Linked DNA regions of Mus musculus: region 2 is linked to region 1. Evidence: chromatin contacts called from public HiChIP or PLAC-seq data. All regions are on one chromosome and are shown on one strand. Each heading gives the region's core, a stretch centred on a gene start, on an enhancer-like site or on the middle of the called end of the contact. The rest is flanking DNA. Distances are from core to core; before and after follow the strand shown. Region 1 holds the start of Nkain4 (Na+/K+ transporting ATPase interacting 4). Region 2 holds the start of Ppdpf (pancreatic progenitor cell differentiation and proliferation factor).

Region 1 (2,578 bases), core at 30-2,529:
CCCCTCCCACAAAGCGACTCTGTTTCTTGACTCCCACTTTGAGCAGGCTCTAAACCCGAGTCAGCGCACTTATTCCTGTCCTTTACCTGCAGGTCATCCTGCAGGACTTCTCTCCATCTTCCCTTTGAGGGACCCCTTCACAGAAAGACAACGCTCAACACTGCTCCAAGGCTGGAGGCAGCAAATCGGACTTGCCCTGTAGAAACCTGCAAACCAGTAAAAACTTGGACCATGGACCTCCCTGTAATCCCACATTATGCCTGGCAGTCCCTGGAGGTACAAAACACTCCCTGTGTTGCTGGGAGGACAAAACACCAAATGCCTTAAAGTGTCTTTAAAATAACTTCTTCCTCAGGGACCTCCGGCTACCCAGTCTAGCAGGGTTCAGGCCCACACCCAGCCCAGAAACAACAAAGCTACATTTCCTTTTTAAGACCAGATACTTAGGACTCATTAGCATTTAGCAAAGGAGTTTCCCCAGCGACCTTTGTTTTAGCCTCTTCAACCCCAGAACCCTTATTCCAGGCTCCAAGCTCAGGGAGAGCTGCAAAGTTGTTCAGTGTCATTCAAGTTCTCTGACAAGGCTTTTCTGCTAGTGGACCTGGGCTCAACCCTAAGCATCTGGGCCTGAGAGCCCTATCCCTCTACAGGTCCAGGAAGATTGGGAGACTCCAAGGTAGTCTGTGCCTGCGCACAAGCTGGGCACGTCAAGTGATCACACTCTCCAGCACACCTGATTCTAATGTCCACACTCAGACACCGAACTTTGCTGTAGGCTCAGTCCCTTGTGCCGCCGGTAGTAAGACACCCGTGCTTGCTTCTCCCGGCCACAGGCGCCTTGGGGCGCCTGGGCATCAAGAGCAACATTCTCCCCCTGATTAGGCACTCTGGACCAGACTCCCGAAGCAGCCCTCCCGAAGGCTTTTGTTCCTAGCTGTCGGGGGTTGGGGGGGGGTTGGGGGGGCAGGCGCTCCTCAGCACCTGTCCCCGCCAGCAGGGACGCTACTCCCCAAGCAAACAGCGCACCGTGACAGCTCCCCTTGCACGCCACAAATCGGCTGCAGCAACCACAGCCAAGTGCAAGCCGTCATCCCAGGAACCACCCGAGGCTGGTGCGGGTCCGGAAAGCCACGCAGGACACCCGGACTCACCAGCTGCAGAGCGCAGAGCGCAAGAAGCGTGCAGCGGCCGGAGCAAAAGCCCATGGTATTCACTTCGCCCGTGGGAGCCTTTGCTGCCAGAGTGGGCTGGAATCCTCCGCGTATGAAACCTTCTGTCCAGCCTCCCCACCCCCAACCCCCATTCCTCCGCCCCGCATTGCCCTGAAAACACCGCCTCCTTCCAGCTTGCAGATCCCGCCCCAACGGGATCTTGCCTCGGGTAAACCTAGCAGACCCCAGCCCCGTCTGCCCCTCCTCTTAGATCCTGCCCCTGCCCACAGGCTCTTTAGACTCCGCCCACCCCCATCTCTCCTGCTCTGGATAACAGCTGCGCTGCGTCTGTCTCCACGCTTAGATACCCCTAGTCCTTGCAGCCCTTAGGGGCTTCAAACGGTCCGGAGAGGAGGCGCGGGACCCTTCTTAAAGCGGCGATGACAGGACTCTCTGGCAGTATAGAGCAGCGCAGGGCTGAATAGTGGCCACAGGACAGACTTGATCTGTCAATGAGTCTGTCCCAGAATGCTCATAAAAGAATAATTAGCAACTGTGTCTACCCCAGATAGCTCTCGGCCTGGCTTCTGTCCCTGATCCGAACCCTCTGGTGGGACATACACTTCTGCTCTGTTGAGTTCAAACTTCTTTCTTGTGAAGGTTCAGAGGTACCCCATGAAAAGAGGTGTTTTCAGTGTGAAAGTCTTTAAGACGCCTCATCTTCTAGAAGCCCCGACCTGGTCCGGAGCTCTTTGTGTGTATTGAGAGCAAGGACTCAGGAGCAGGAGGAATGATGGGCTCACCAGTAAGTACTTCTCTTGTCCAGAAGGTGTGGGTCCAGGTCTACTTAGGAACATCACTAGGCACTCTAATAGTACACAGAACACCCTGCTTCCCGGAGGCTTGAACATGGGATTTAGCTAGGTTGTAGAGGAGCCTCATATCCAGGCAGGAATGGATAGCATGGTCAGAGGGAAGCATTGGGCTGTAGTGCAGGTCCTAGTGAATAACGATAAAAGGCCTGTCCCTGGGGCAGGAATCTTGTGCTAGCAGCAGAAGGAGGTAGACAGGAGAACCAGTTCACACAAGGTGGTTTGGCCACAGGCTTCTGGGGGAAACTGAGTCTAGGTAGCTTTGCCCTTGATTTGAGCAGCTCAGGGACAGAGAAGCAAAGCCAGCGTCACCCAGTTTCATGGGGATGCTCAGAGTATCTATAGATAGCCTTCCTCTGTGTGACAACCATTGTGCACTGAGAACTCCTCCACCACTGGCTTCTCATGGAGAAGTGATCTGTGACTTCCTGTGGTTACTTAATTCCTGAATCACTCGTACTATTTTATGAATTACCAAATTTCCCTTATCTCATCTTGGTGGACAGTCACAAGCAGCATTGGCAGGGTCCAATTGTACCAGCCCATTTAATAGCA
Region 2 (2,578 bases), core at 24-2,523, 230 kb after region 1:
ACAGGAAATAGCTAATAACCACTGGAGATGCCCATGTACTTGACCAGGACAGTTCAGGGTAAGTCATAGAATCTGAAGTACATAACACTATGAAGACAGAAGTCTCACCCTCCTGGTGTCACCAGGACGGTCCTTATCAGTGGCCTTACTCACTTGTACTGCTGTCATGTCAACTGCCCCCACCTCTTTTTCATTACACCTTACCCATCTCCTTTATGATCTCTAAACCAGCACCCCTACTGGACCATTTCTTGTCTGGTTTTCCCGAGCCTGGATCAATGCTTGCACAGAGTAGGTCTCAACAAATCCAAGCAAAGGGTCCCAGCCAAGCAGCCTTGAGACTTCGGCGACACAAGAGCCTCCTCCTGGGATCCTACTAGCCTCAGCCTAGTCGGTTCTCCCTGAGCCTCCAATGAAGTCCAGCATCTTTGGTTATAGGAGAAGCATGCTGCACGAAGCTGGCTCATGATCCTCTCGGTCTGACAGAACACAGGCTGCTGAGGAAGGGAAGGGTGGGCAGGGCATGCTGGCCAGCCCTAACTTGATTCCCCCCAAACATGAGTCTCCGACCAACAATGGAAGCTACTAGAGACTGTCTCTGTTAGAGCTCTCTCTGACCCCAAGGCTTCGTCTGTCTTCCATCACTCCTCTCCAAACAGAACACAGGTTGGGAATGATGAACAACAATGCGAGTCAGGACTTGAAAGACAGACAGCTCCTCAGCTTACCAAGGGCAGGCTATTCCCTACAGGACCGCTTGGGGGCTCCAGGCACCATCCAGTGAGCCCAGAAAACAGAGATTGCGATGGTAGGGAGGTGCGCGGCAACAGCTTGTGCTTACTTATGTTAAACAGATCCACTCAGTCAAGGGTCGGAGTGAGGTACGTGGAAAATAAAGCCTGCGGGGACCAGCGAAAGCAGCGGGCAGCCCCAAGTAAAGGGAACAAGAACACCAAACAGGCTGTACTACATGAGACCACATCCGAGAGGGTGGCACAGACTGAGGGGCACATGAGATTCTTTAACCTCTTCTATCCGGGTTCGAGTCCGAACCAGGCAGGAAAAAAGCAGCAGAGCTGGTTTCGACTGGAGCGAAACCACAGATGTTTGATCAAGGAGGTTAGGGCCAATGTGGAACTTTGCAGAACCTAGCATTGCAGAAGGTAGGGTGGATTCTTGCTCCGCTCGGGGTGGAGTCTAATAGGGAAGGGCGGGACCACTTCGTGCTACTTCTGGTCTATCAGGGGAGCTCAAAAGTCTCATGGGTGGGCCCGCTGTGAAGCGGGAGGGGCTTTGACGCGCGCCCCGCCTCCCAGTGGTGCGTCTTTTGCGGTGCAGGAAAGCTACTAAGTACGCGCGTGCGCATAGCGCGCGTGGGTCCTAAAGTGGTGTTTCGTGGGTTATCTTTGCAAATGGGCTCCGCGGCCTAGCGCCCTGGTGGCCTAAAAACGAAGCCTGCAAGGAAGGGGTTCTCCGCCGAGGTGAGGGCAGTGACGAAGGCAGCCGGCGGTGGGGTGGGGGAGGCGCGTCTTCTTGGGGCCAGGAGCAGACAAAGCCCCTTTGTCTCACCACGCAGCCGGACCGGGCTGGTTGGAGCCGCTTGGAAACCTGGCACTGTCAGGACCCGGGAGACTCGGGGAACCCTCCGGTGTGCGGTGACCAGGGCCCACATTCTGCTCTCGTCTCCGCAGCGCCTCGGTCCTGAAGCATGGCAGCCATCCCTTCCAGCGGCTCGCTCGTGGCTACCCATGACTACTATCGGCGTAAGTAGCCCCTCGCCAGCCCCGCCCAGGGCTGGCCCAGGGCCCTGTGGCTGACCCGCCTCCCCTTCCCAGGACGCCTGGGCTCCTCGTCCAGCAGCAGCTCCGGCGGAAGTGCCGAGTACCCTGGGGACGCCGTGCTCCAGTCCCCGGGTAAGTGCAGAACCAGCCAGCGGAAGGGCAGAGTTCACGTCCTAAGGCGGAGTGGGGTGGGGGATGGGTAGCGTGGAGAAGGACTTGACCCCATCGTGACCCTCCTTTGCTCCTCAGGTCTTCCCAAAGCCGACCCGGGCCACTGGTGGGCCAGCTTCTTTTTCGGGAAATCCACACTCCCGTTCATGACTACAGTGTTGGAGTCTCCTGAGCGGTGAGTCCATCTTCCATGTGGTTGTGGGGGTGGCCCCAATTAAAGCAAATGCCGACCCAGTGACCTATGCTCTCCTTACAGCTCGGCAGAATCCCCCCAGGTCTCCAGAAGCCCGATGACCTGTGGCCTGACTCCTGAAACCATGAAGCAGCAGCCAGTCATCCATTCTGGCCAGACCAACCCCAGGGACCTTTCCTGACCTATCAGAATCTGCAGCCTGCCCAAGCTGAAGTGGTGCTAGGCCAGTGCCTACCCTCTCGACCCTCCCTGTAAACTAGGAAGGCTGAACAAGAGAAACCAGTAGAAGCTGGAGAGAGCCCCCTCTTGGTTCACAGCACTGAACTTTCCTGACCCCATAACTGTGTCTTGGCACAAAGCAGAAAATAAACTCACAGCAGCCACCCTCCCCTGGTATGTTTGAAACATTACTGAATCCAGCCTTGCTTCCTGC

What was found. HiChIP or PLAC-seq counts read pairs in DNA pulled down with a chosen protein or histone mark.
Region 2: a FOXA1 HiChIP or PLAC-seq map of pancreatic cancer cells shows a contact between it and region 1. The contact joins the promoter of Ppdpf here to the promoter of Nkain4 in region 1. A contact is called at or near these places in 2 of 39 promoter capture datasets (neural stem cells and pre-B cells), 7 of 484 Hi-C or Micro-C datasets (CD4 T cells, CD8 T cells, embryonic stem cells and 3 more), 6 of 115 datasets of contacts at active chromatin or transcription factors (effector CD8 T cells, embryonic stem cells, extraembryonic endoderm stem cells and 3 more) and 3 of 9 other capture datasets (adipose tissue, macrophages and pancreatic islet).

Annotation. Positions count from the first base shown.
Region 1 is chr2:180,953,420-180,955,997 of GRCm38.p6, forward strand. It overlaps Nkain4 (Na+/K+ transporting ATPase interacting 4), which reads right to left and starts at 1,280. Exons shown (of 7, transcript NM_021426.4): 1 at 1,152-1,280. The coding sequence starts at 1,205.
Region 2 is chr2:181,185,974-181,188,551 of GRCm38.p6, forward strand. It overlaps Ppdpf (pancreatic progenitor cell differentiation and proliferation factor), which reads left to right and starts at 1,274. Exons shown (of 5, transcript NM_001356427.1): 1 at 1,274-1,481; 2 at 1,692-1,763; 3 at 1,836-1,913; 4 at 2,031-2,127; 5 at 2,209-2,531. The coding sequence starts at 1,709. The coding sequence ends at 2,326.